Linked DNA regions of Mus musculus: region 2 is linked to region 1. A link is a contact called in public ChIA-PET data. All regions are on one chromosome and are shown on one strand. The core of a region is the stretch at or near the end of the contact, and the rest is flanking DNA. Distances in the headings are between cores, read along the strand shown. Region 1 overlaps Rp9 (retinitis pigmentosa 9 (human)). Region 2 overlaps Bbs9 (Bardet-Biedl syndrome 9 (human)).

Region 1 (5,373 bases), core at 541-3,040:
GATCATCCTCAGCCACACATCCTGACCCTGTATCCAAAACAAAGCAAGTGGCAGAGGCAGGGTGGGGCTGAAGGGTTGTAAGCAGAGAGGCGGAGGGCGAGTGGGCTGAGGTCATCTTTGGTGGCATAGCCAGTCAAGCCCAGTCCGAGCTTCCTAAGGACTCCAGGCATGCAATCACTTAAAGACTGTCTTAGGTGAAAGAGAACAAGAGACAATACTTGTCACCCCAGAGGAGTCTGCAAATCTTCTGTACCTGTGGGCTGCTCTGGGGGAGGCAAGCTCAGACCTGATGGCTAACAGCTGTCAGGGCGTTAGAGGAGCTCTGCTCCACACGGCCTCTCCACCATGATGGTCCGCCTCACTCCAGGTCTAAAGCTTCAGATTGGTGGCTGTGATGGAGTTTGTAACCTCAGCACTTGGGAGGCTACGAAAGAAGGATCCTGAGTCTGGGGTCAGCCTGGGATATACAGGGAAATCCTGTCTGAAAAAGGACTGGAGTCAGCTTTGGACTGAGACTGAGGCAGGGTAAGTCTCTTCTTAGGAGCTGTTTCCTCAGGGATCAACACAGCGACAATTACGCCGTTGGCTCTACCACAGTGCTGGAAATAAATATGTAAAAATAAACATAAAAAATCTGCTTGCTAACCAGACATAATTACTGTTAACTTTTGGTGTACTTGTAATAGAGTTTGAGCCATAAGATATGTGCAACAGAGTGTCACTGTGTAGCCCTGGCTGGTCTGGAACGTGCTATGGACCTCAAGCTGGCCTCACGCTCAGAAATGAGTGACAGGACTAAAGGTGTGTGGTGCCATCACAGGCTGTGCTCAGGTTTCACAAGGCTGACGTGAGGACTCCTTTTCCAGAGCTCTCCATCCTATTCCTTGAGGCAAGGCATCTCAGCTGAAGCCAGAGCCCCCAAGGTAGCCATTCCAGCCAGCCAGCTTCCACAGCGAACCGCTCCTGCCCTCTGCGCACTAGCAGGCTGCCATGCCCACCTAGTATTTATATGCATGACAGGGATTCATTCACACTCCAGTGCTGTGCTTGCCTGGCAACGGCTACTATCCACCCAGTCCTCTGCCTCGTCCCTGAAGACGTTCTGAGGTTGTTTTCGTGAGATAGGCTGTTGCTATGGGCTCCCTGCTTGCCTCATTCAGGGTCTTCCTGACACTTCTGCGTACTGGACTGCAGACACGAGTCACCACACTGGTCTGGTTGGCCCCATTTTAGAAACACCAATAACCTCATAAGATCCTGCCTTACTTAGCAGAATTAGTCACTGGATGTGAATGCACACCTCTGAGAGGTGACATGAGGAGACAGTAGAGCTGTCCTGTGTCATCTTAGCAAATACACACTTCCAGCTCAAAAGACACATCTACATTTACATGGCCCTGGGACAAATCCTTCACCTTAGTAATAAAAAGTGAAGTTATATATAGCAAATTACAAAGAAGGGGCTGAGCCCACGGTGCTGGCTTTGGGAAAAAGAAAATGAACCTTGTTCCTAAGGCTGAGGGTATCTGCCTTTGCTTTTCCTTCTGCAGTGCTGGGGCCTGAGCCTATGCAGGGTCTGTATGTGCTGGGCAAGCACCGGGCACACAGTCAACTCCAGCCTCTGAAAGCTCTTTTCTCAGTGTGAGACAAGAGCACGCACCATCAGGCTTACTTAATGCGGTGCTGGGCTGGAACCAAGGGCTGTGTGCATGCTAGACAAGCACTCTATCAAAGGAGCCACACCTCTACCCCCATTAGCTGCTTGTTATCTGTCACACAATGCATACAGGTGTACTGACATCTGAGAGCTTGGCTGGGAGGCTTCTGGGGAAAGCAGTTACTGAGCAGCTCACTACAGACTCCCCAGCTAACATTTGCCATCTGTGCCAACTGTAAACAGTGACGGAGTGGGGTTTTACTTACGACTCGGAACTGTTCTAACTTCTGGTTGCCTTTGATAAAGAAAGGGCATTCTTTGTCGCCTGTTCGATGGCCATACCGTTTGCAACGCCAACCTAAAACCACAGAAAACAGTTCCGTAAGATTATATGTTCTTTCTTCATTGAGATAATGTTTCAGTAGATTCAAGTTTTTCTTTAGATTTACAGGATTAATGGATGAAACCGTGAAGGTCCCAGAAAGCAATGAGGGTCAACTAACTGCTTCCTTACACACCTTTGAATCTTGTCAGGCTAGGAGTGTTTAAATGTTCATCACCAAATATTATGAAGCAATGCATTGTAAAAGTATCATAAAATGTGAATTTACTCTGTGTACTTCACTACATTTTACGCAGTGGTGGCGCACGCCTTTAATCCCAGCACTGGGGAGGCAGAGGCAGAGGCAGAGGCAGGCGGATTTCTGAGTTCGAGGCCAGCCTGGTCTACAGAGTGAGTTCCAGGACAGCCAGGGATACACAGAGAAACCCTGTCTCGAAAAAACAAACAAAACAAAAAACAAACAAACAAACAAAAAACGAAATAAGGTCAATGATGGTTCCTAGCACTGACACGGTGGCCCACAATCCCTTGCAACTCCAGTTCCAGGGCATCCAATGCTCTTTTGGCCTCCATGGGCAGCTGTATGCATGTGGTGAACATGAACTCACGCAATCACACATACACATAAAAATAATTAAAAGGTAGAATAGTCTTTATTTATGAACTGGCTCTGATTCTGAGGGCTAGGAGTTGCAGTTAGAGAGAAAGAGCGGCTCAGTGTGCTCGCTTGAGGCTGCGGTTAAGGCCTCCAGCTGCTCAACAACAGCACCTTCTTGGGTTGAGTAAACCAGATTTGAAGCGCCACACACACACCTGCCCCAGGTACAGCTCAAATTTCTAGACTCAAGTGACATTTGCCTCTGAAGCCCTAGGACTTAAAGGGCATACTTCTGTTCCATTTAAGGGCTAGACTTAAATTCATAGAGATAGCCCGCCTTTCACTTGGAGTGCTTGGATTAAAGGCTTGCACCATAACTAACCTGACCTTGTTTTAAAAAATATGCGTATATGTATCTGAGAATGTGTTTGTACACGTGAGTGCACTGCCCAAAGAGGCCAGATGATGGGGTGGGGTCCCCTGGAACTGGAGTTCCAGGTGGTTGTGAGCCGCTGAGCTGTGCTCCTCTGCAAGAGCACTGTGCACGCTTCACTGTGAGCCACTTCTCCAGCTTGAGCCTGTGTTTAAAGAAAACATTCTCTTAAAATGTTAGTTAGTGCCATTAGAACTACATCATAATCTGATAAATAGAGAAACTGTGTTTGAAGACTTTTTTCAAAGATTTATTTATTTATTATATGTAAGTACACTGTAGTTGTCTTCAGACACTCCAGAAGAGGGAGTCAGATTTTGTTACAGATGGTTATGAGCCACCATGTGGTTGAACTCTGGACCTTCAGGAGAGCAGTTGGTGCTCTTAACCACTGAGCCATCTCTCCAGTTAAAGATGTTTTTAATTGTTGTTTGTTTTGCTTTTTTGTAGCTCTGCCTGTCCTGGAACTATTTAGACCTCTAGAGCTCACAGAGAGCTGCATGCCACTGCCTACCAAGTGCTGGCATTAAAGGTGAGCATCACTATACCTGGCTAAAGAGATTTATAATGAGAAGTACAGAAGGTCCTGAGGACCTGATAAAATAAACACATATAAACGTGTTTCAAGTCACAGAAACAAGCATACAACTCAAAGCAGTGAATATGGGCTTGTCATGTGGTGTGGCAGCCCGAGCTGTGTGACGCAGCAAGGATGGGGTCCCAGTTACCCCCACATCTTTTCATGCCATCCAGATGGAGACAAGTCAGGGCTGCCTGGGGATAGAGAGCCAAGTGACAGCTGTATTTTGGTGTTGACCAAGGAGGCGAGGAAACAAGAGGCTGCTGGGAAGATAACCTGATCTGGTCCACGCCGGCAACTACACAAAGCATGTTGTAAGGGAACATTTTTCTTTTCTATATATTTCAATATTTTAAGTTATTATTTTGTTTGTATAGGTGTTTTGACTGCACGTCTGTCTGTCTATACTCCACATTCATGCCTGGTGCCTAGGGAGGGCAGAAGAGATCACTGGATTCCTAGCACTGCAATTGCGGATGGTTGTTAAGCTGCCATGGAGATGCAGAGACTGGAATCCCAGACCTGGTCTTAAAAACTAAAAAAACCATGCTGCCCAGTGGTAACGTATACCTTTAATCCCAGCGCTTGGAAGGCAGAGAAAGGTGTTTCACTGTGAGCACAGGGCCAGCCTGATCTACAGAGTGAGTTCCAAGACAACCAGGGCTACACAGAGAAACCCTGTCTCAAACAACAACAACAACAACACACACACACATACATACACACACACACAAAACAAGACAAAGAAAAATCCAAAAAACAAAAACAAAACCAAGGGAACAAACAACCAAATTCAAGAAGCCCAGCCTGGGCCGTGGAGATGCCTGATTTCAAAATATAACAAAATGGGACAGGAACATGACAGATGCATCCTGTGAAATGCTGTACTATGTGTGTGACAACCCTGAAGGCAGGTGGGACACAATATGCATGGAGAACTCTGCCTGTCCAGAGCCAGTGGCCTGTGGTCACTTTTGTCAGGTTAGTGGATAAACACCACTCAACACTGGCAGCCTATAAGCAGAGCTCTGGTGCATCCATTATGCCTTTGGGGTCTCTCCTGGGATGCTCTTTTTGCTGTTGTAGTACTTACTCCCCAGCCCTATGGCTAAGGAAAGATCACTGGATTTGAAGCTATAAGCCTTGGAGTCCAGTCAGCCATACAGCTCAGCCTATAACAGCATTGGTCATGGTAGGGGAAGAATACCAACTCCCACAGGTTTTCTTCTGACCTCCACATGTGTGCCATGGAAACCACATATACAACAGACATACACTCAGTAATTAGTAATGATAAGTAAAAAATGTAGGGACTGGTGAAGCACTCACCTGGCATGGGCAGTGTCCTACAGTTGATCAGTTGATCCCTACAGCAATATAGACAGACAGACAGACAGACAGACAGACAGACAGACAGAGACACACACACACACACACACACACACACTGTGTGAGGAGAACAGGTATGGTACTGTGAAGTACAGCATAGAACCTGTGTGCACAGAGGAATACTAGTAGTATTGGATCTGATTTATCCCAAAGGTTCCTGTGTTGAAAGTCTTGCTCACACTGTAGTAGTGCAGCATAGAGGACCCTTTAGATGTGGTGTTAGCGCTTAGAGGCAGGTTTCAGTCACGGGGACTAAATCCTCATGAGTGGGAGAGAATGATTGCCAGGTTGGAGTGGCTGTACAGCCATCTTGATCACTCCCTACCTGTGCTTCCGTTGGCTTCTCCATCATGTATGATGCTAGCAGGGAACA
Region 2 (5,385 bases), core at 659-3,158, 360 kb after region 1:
CAGGCTTTCTTTCTCTGTGGGGGTCGGTTAGCCTTATGCTCTAGGAAACATTGCTTTGCAAAAATAGGAACATTGCTTTTTGAGTGACTCATGCTTGCTTCACTAACTTTAGGTTCATAATCTTCCCTTGCTTTTCTGTACATACAGGAAAAGTTTTGGTAACTAACAAGACACCATATGAGTCTTAAAAATTTTTATAAATAATATTTGTGATGTGTGTGTGTGTGTGTGTATGTGTGTGTTTACACACATGCGCATATACAATGTTGCAAATGTGGTGGTCAGAAGAAAGCCCTTCCTATCTTGAATAACTTACTTGAGGATTTTGGTTCTAGGACAAGGACTAGAGGATAAAATAAATCCTGCTGAAATCTTTAAATCTACCACTCTCTAAATATATGTTTTTTTCTACATCATTATAGTTTCATATTTTTCTGTTATTGATAATGCAAGGTACTTACAGGTAGGAGCTATATCTGAGTCTCTTTCATTTTTTTAATTTCACAGTACTTAATATCATGTACCATTTAATCATACATATTTTTAAGAATAAATACAAATGAATCTCAGGACTCATAAACATGACCAACCTGGTAGCATGCCTCTGCAATGCAAGCAGTGCGATGGTAAGGTGGCAGATAGTGACCAGAGAATTCTGGGAAAGTCTCTGAGTCTCCAGTGTACCCAGTGACCAACCACAGGAGACCCTGCCTTACATAAGCAGGAAGTGAAGACTGGTGCCCAAAGTTACTCGCTGGCTCTGATGCACATGCTTTGCAGTTGTGTACCCACACTCTCACGCCTGAACACATATGCACAAACATGCATGCGTGCCATACATAGAGAAACAGATAGAAATTAATATATGGACTTCCCCTGAAGTGTACAAAACCATTTAAAGTTCTACCACTTCATATTCATTACAGTTTTGAAATTTGAATTGTGGTAACTAGCCTTATTTTCATTTGATTCCTATGGAGAAAAATGGCAAGTTAAATTATACTATAGAAGGGTCACTTGGTGTGCTGTTCTAGATACTTCTCTGGATTTTAATTCTAGTTGAGGATGATCAAAATAGAAGCCCTTCCTGCAGCCACTGGCAACCTTGACAGAGAAGGCAGCACAAAGCCATAGCCTAAAACATCGATGTTTCTGTGTGGTCTCAGAACGCCACACTAGAGGGGAGAGAGGAAAACGGGGGAAGATCCCGTAAAGCAGTGGTATTTGGAGACATTCTTTTCTCTTGCGTTTCATCATGCAGCAAGGCTGGGGTCCAGTTCCTCACAGGGTGCCGGGGAGAAGAAGAGTTCCATCTTGTCAGGGTAACATCCCAAGAGGGTCACAAAGTGCAGTTCAGGTAGAGAACTAGGGCACAAAGTTCACCCTGTGGGGAAGAGCCAAGGTCTTGAGGAAACCAAAGGGAAAGGTGCAGTTATCCAGACTTGAGGAGATGAGCCCCTTCAACCCTGATCTGAACAAGCCGATTTCCACCACTGAAAAGGGCTACAACGAAGGCAAAGCAAAATAAGATGCACACTCAAGCCCATCCCTTCCTCCCTTCCTGTCTCACCCAGGCTTTTGCTCCCTTAGGCAACACATGGGCCAGCCGTGATGTTAAAGCTATAGACTTGAGAACTAAAGCCAAAGGTGGTTTCACAAAAGGGCACGTGCTTACTTCTCTTCTAGAAGTTTAAGCAGTAATTTCTCATATCAATATTGCATTTCACTCTTGAAATACACGGCAGATTATTAGTCTGCATAAAGGATGGGAACCTGGCATCTGCAGGTGGGCACAAGTGTGCTTTCAGTGCTGGTAACGGAGGCAAGGGACTGGGCACCAAGGAGGTATGAGAACAGCTCAGCCCCCAGCTCCTCATGCTTGAGTGTCTACTTCCTGAACAATGTTTTGCTTTATATTTTATTAGCTAGTTATGCTATCTGCTTACTCATGTATTATCACATTGAGTTTCTCCTAAGAAACTCTTCACTATCTCTTATCTCACAAGCACACTCTTATGATTGTATTTGAATTTATGCAGTAGTTTAGGCCCTCTAAATATTTTACTAGCAATCTAAGTATTGTTACTATGTCTCATTATATGAACTATCTATAATAAATATATTGTTTACTGCTCTAGTTGTCAGAAGAACCTGTAAGAATGGAACGTAAAATTGAAGCAGACTAAATTCGTGCAATAGCCAACTTTATTCAGAGCACTAGACAATTTATACTCAGAGGCATTGGTTAAGACCCTTCCTAACACCTGGACCCTTTACTACACTTCCTTATGTTGTGGTGACCCCAGCCATAACTTTTTTTTTGCTGCATTATAATTGTAATTTTGCTACTGTTATGAATTGTAGTGCAAATATCTGATATGCAGGATATCTGATATGCAAGCCCCAAAGGGGTCATGAGCCGCAGGCTGAGAAGCACTGCTCTGAGGGTTAAAAACAGGCACATGAGTAACGTGTATAGTCACAAACCAAGCTCCACATTGCTGCCCACGGCTATGGAATCGCAATCGGCAGTTGTAATGACCAATCTGAAGTAAACTCACGCTGCACCTGGGAGGGCCACCAGAGCACATTCCTAGAACAATTCTGTGGTTTTGAAGAAACTGAGGCCACACAACTCTTATCTTGTTTTCTTGGAGTTTTCTCATAGACGCCCAGAGTTCCCCTCATAAGACTCCATTCTTGGACCATGTTCTGACAACACATAACACGGTTTTTTACTTGTTCTGCACCTTGGCAGCAGGAAAAGTCATTCTGTAGGAGTCTTCTGTGTGAGTAATTATGGTCTATTTTTGTTTTCTAGTAAGCTAATGCAGTCTGTTTATAAATACAGCAGGTTGCTTAAATGATCAGTCTAAATGACAGAAGAACTGTTTTCATGCTGCAATGGCCACAGAGCATATAGTTGCTAAAGGGTCTTGCAGGACTCACTCTTACACTCCAGAGGACTTTGTCAAAAGCTCCAAAAGCAACTTAGAAAAATGTCCTCTCTGAGAAGGTTACTAAAGGCAATTTTAGATATTAGTGGAATGTAGATTTTGCTAGTCGTAGAAAGATGTCTTTGTAGCAACTAGTGGTTGATTGTGTCCTAGTGATTTGGAGTAGGACACTGCTCTAAAGATCTTGAATTCCTCTTGAAAGGATTCTCAGGTTCAGTTTTCTTTTTCCTAATTTGCTGGTGGCATCTATTACAGGGAGATAGAAATGGGTCAATGGAATCAAAAGTCTTGGTTTACTGTTTATGGCAGTCAGAGGGAAGCTCCCTGGTGGGTATAGAGAGACTCTGGACTTTGGTTTAAGAACCAACTCTATGTGCCTGGAAGGAATGAGGAAGGACCCTGAGCTGTGTAGTCATTGCGCATCCAGAGCTCAGTTCAGCTACCAATAGAGCAGAGATAACCAGAGGCTTGTAGGTAGGACTCCTAGGAAGCAGGAGGCAAGTGCCCTCCTAACTTTAACGCCTTACACCCTCTGTCAGGAAGACCTTACTCAGTTATCCTTAAGTTGCTTTTATGGGCTCTTCCTGCCATACAGCCTTTACTTCTTGAGCCTGCCAGTTTGGTCCCTTTGGCACTAGTACAGTGTGCTGCTGCTGTCTTTGCTGGCGCTGAGGTCCCAGTGCAGCAGTGATGTTCCTAGGATTGCAGCCTCCACATTTTAAGGTGACACCACATTTCCTGGGGTCTTTACTGTAGCTCATACAATTGCTCCGAAGAAAAATGGGACAAATTTTGTACCATTATTTTTGCCACATGATACTGAAGTGGAACTAGATAGATCCTTAGAGCTCCCAAAATCCCTCTGGAGACCAGCACTATCAGATTTTGTCAAGACTATGGCTCAAGGAGCTGAAATGTCAGTATCTTCTCTCCATCCCAGGTGCCCCTGCTGTATCTAGGGCTTCTGTAAGGGCCAGATCCTTTTCTGCAGACTGTAAGGCAGAAGAAGGGACACTCCTGGTAGTTAAGCCACCAGATCATCAAACAGGCCTGCACTGGGGATTGATCTTATCACTGTGTTTCCTATTCCTGGCACAGGACAAAGCACTTCCCACATGTGGACTCATCCAATTGCCTCAGTCCTTGGGGGAGGCAGTCAAAAAGAACTAGTAGCTCACTACCTGAAAACCTTGCTAACGCCTCCTCGTTAACAGTAACAAGTCCCTTTGGCTTGCTGTCATTTGTATACAAATTCCAAATTGGCTTTTGCACACAGGGCTGGGAAGAAACCGTGGATGCTGCCATTGCCTACCTTTTGAAAACCTGCCTGTCGAAGAGTTCCAAGGAGCAGGCTTTGAACCTCAGCAGCCAACTGAACATACCCAAAGATACCAGCCGGCTGAAGAAGCACATCACCCTGCTGTGTGATAGGTTAGCCAAAGGTGGGCGTCTCTGCGTGAGCACAGATGCAGCGGCCCCGCAGGCCATGGTTGTGCCAGGTAAGATTCCTGCCTAAGGACAGCGCTCTTCCCAGGAGAGAAATGTGCCTACAGCTGTATTTGGGTTTAAATTTCATATTAAAATGATGATAGCCAAGAAAATTGCTTTCACGTTTCCCCTCGCATATCCTGTGGTAACCACGTGGATAAATATTCTCTGGGTATTTGCTTGCTAAACATTTGTAGAATGGTATGTCTTTTTTTTTTCTTGACTCTGTCCTTAAATATATGATCCATTTTGTTTTGCTTCTAACCAATAAAAAGAGGATTAGAGAATAAAAGTGTTTTTAAGGAAAAGTTTTACCAAATGTGATCTTAAGATGCTGAATTTCATGAATGTAAATAACATGATACAAGGAATTAATGTGATCCAGATGAGTTAGATCTCGTCTGCTGTTTGCCTGCACTGTGATCATTGGAACGAGGGGCAAGAGTCTGAGGGAAAGACCCAGGATCACAGAGGCGAGCAGAGAGGACCAAGGCGCCTGTGGGTCAAGGAGGGGAGAGCCCCAGTTGGCCCATGAGCTCCTTCACTGAGGTCCAGACAGCTAAGCTTGCCTTCCCACAGTGTGGGTCTGAGTGGTCAGTCACACTGCACTCAGGCCCTTGGAAGCTCCTAGGCCTGCTTCTCCATCCTGACCTTTCGATAGCAGCTCGTGGACCACGATGCCAGAGACGCTATTACACACTGCAGCTGTGGTTTTACTCAAGCGCCCAGTTTGAGAGGTGACATGATTCTCTTCTTCTTTCATGTATGACTTCTGTCCCCGGTGCTGATCTTCTTGCTATTGCCTTCTTTCCCTCTTTAGTCAGAATGCCCAGAAGAGGGAATTTGGGTGGAATCTTCAGAAGATAAACATGGAGCCTGTATAACAAGCTGATAAGCCCAGGCCTCAGGGGCAGACAAACCAGTGTTTGGATCTTGCTTC

Evidence for each region. ChIA-PET counts read pairs in DNA pulled down with a chosen protein or histone mark.
Region 2: an SMC1A ChIA-PET map of the G1E-ER4 cell line shows a contact between it and region 1, with 5 read pairs. The contact joins two enhancer-like sites. A contact is called at or near these places in 1 of 15 datasets of contacts at CTCF or cohesin (the G1E-ER4 cell line) and 1 of 9 other capture datasets (pancreatic islet).

Annotation. Positions count from the first base shown.
Region 1 is chr9:22,451,856-22,457,228 of GRCm38.p6, forward strand. It overlaps Rp9 (retinitis pigmentosa 9 (human)), which reads right to left. Exons shown (of 6, transcript NM_018739.2): 4 at 1,924-2,015. Among named protein-coding and RNA genes, the nearest start is that of Rp9, 14 kb to the right of the region's middle. Within about 2 kb of position 1,791, at least 26 of the 459 cell types and tissues checked have an H3K27ac peak or open chromatin away from gene starts, as enhancers often do. A contact at or near this core is called in the G1E-ER4 cell line, where this site is marked.
Region 2 is chr9:22,808,088-22,813,472 of GRCm38.p6, forward strand. Bbs9 (Bardet-Biedl syndrome 9 (human)) reads left to right here. Exons shown (of 23, transcript NM_001360259.1): 21 at 4,234-4,456. Among named protein-coding and RNA genes, the nearest start is that of Gm39309, 5.8 kb to the left of the region's middle. Within about 2 kb of position 1,909, at least 4 of the 459 cell types and tissues checked have an H3K27ac peak or open chromatin away from gene starts, as enhancers often do. A contact at or near this core is called in the G1E-ER4 cell line, where this site is marked.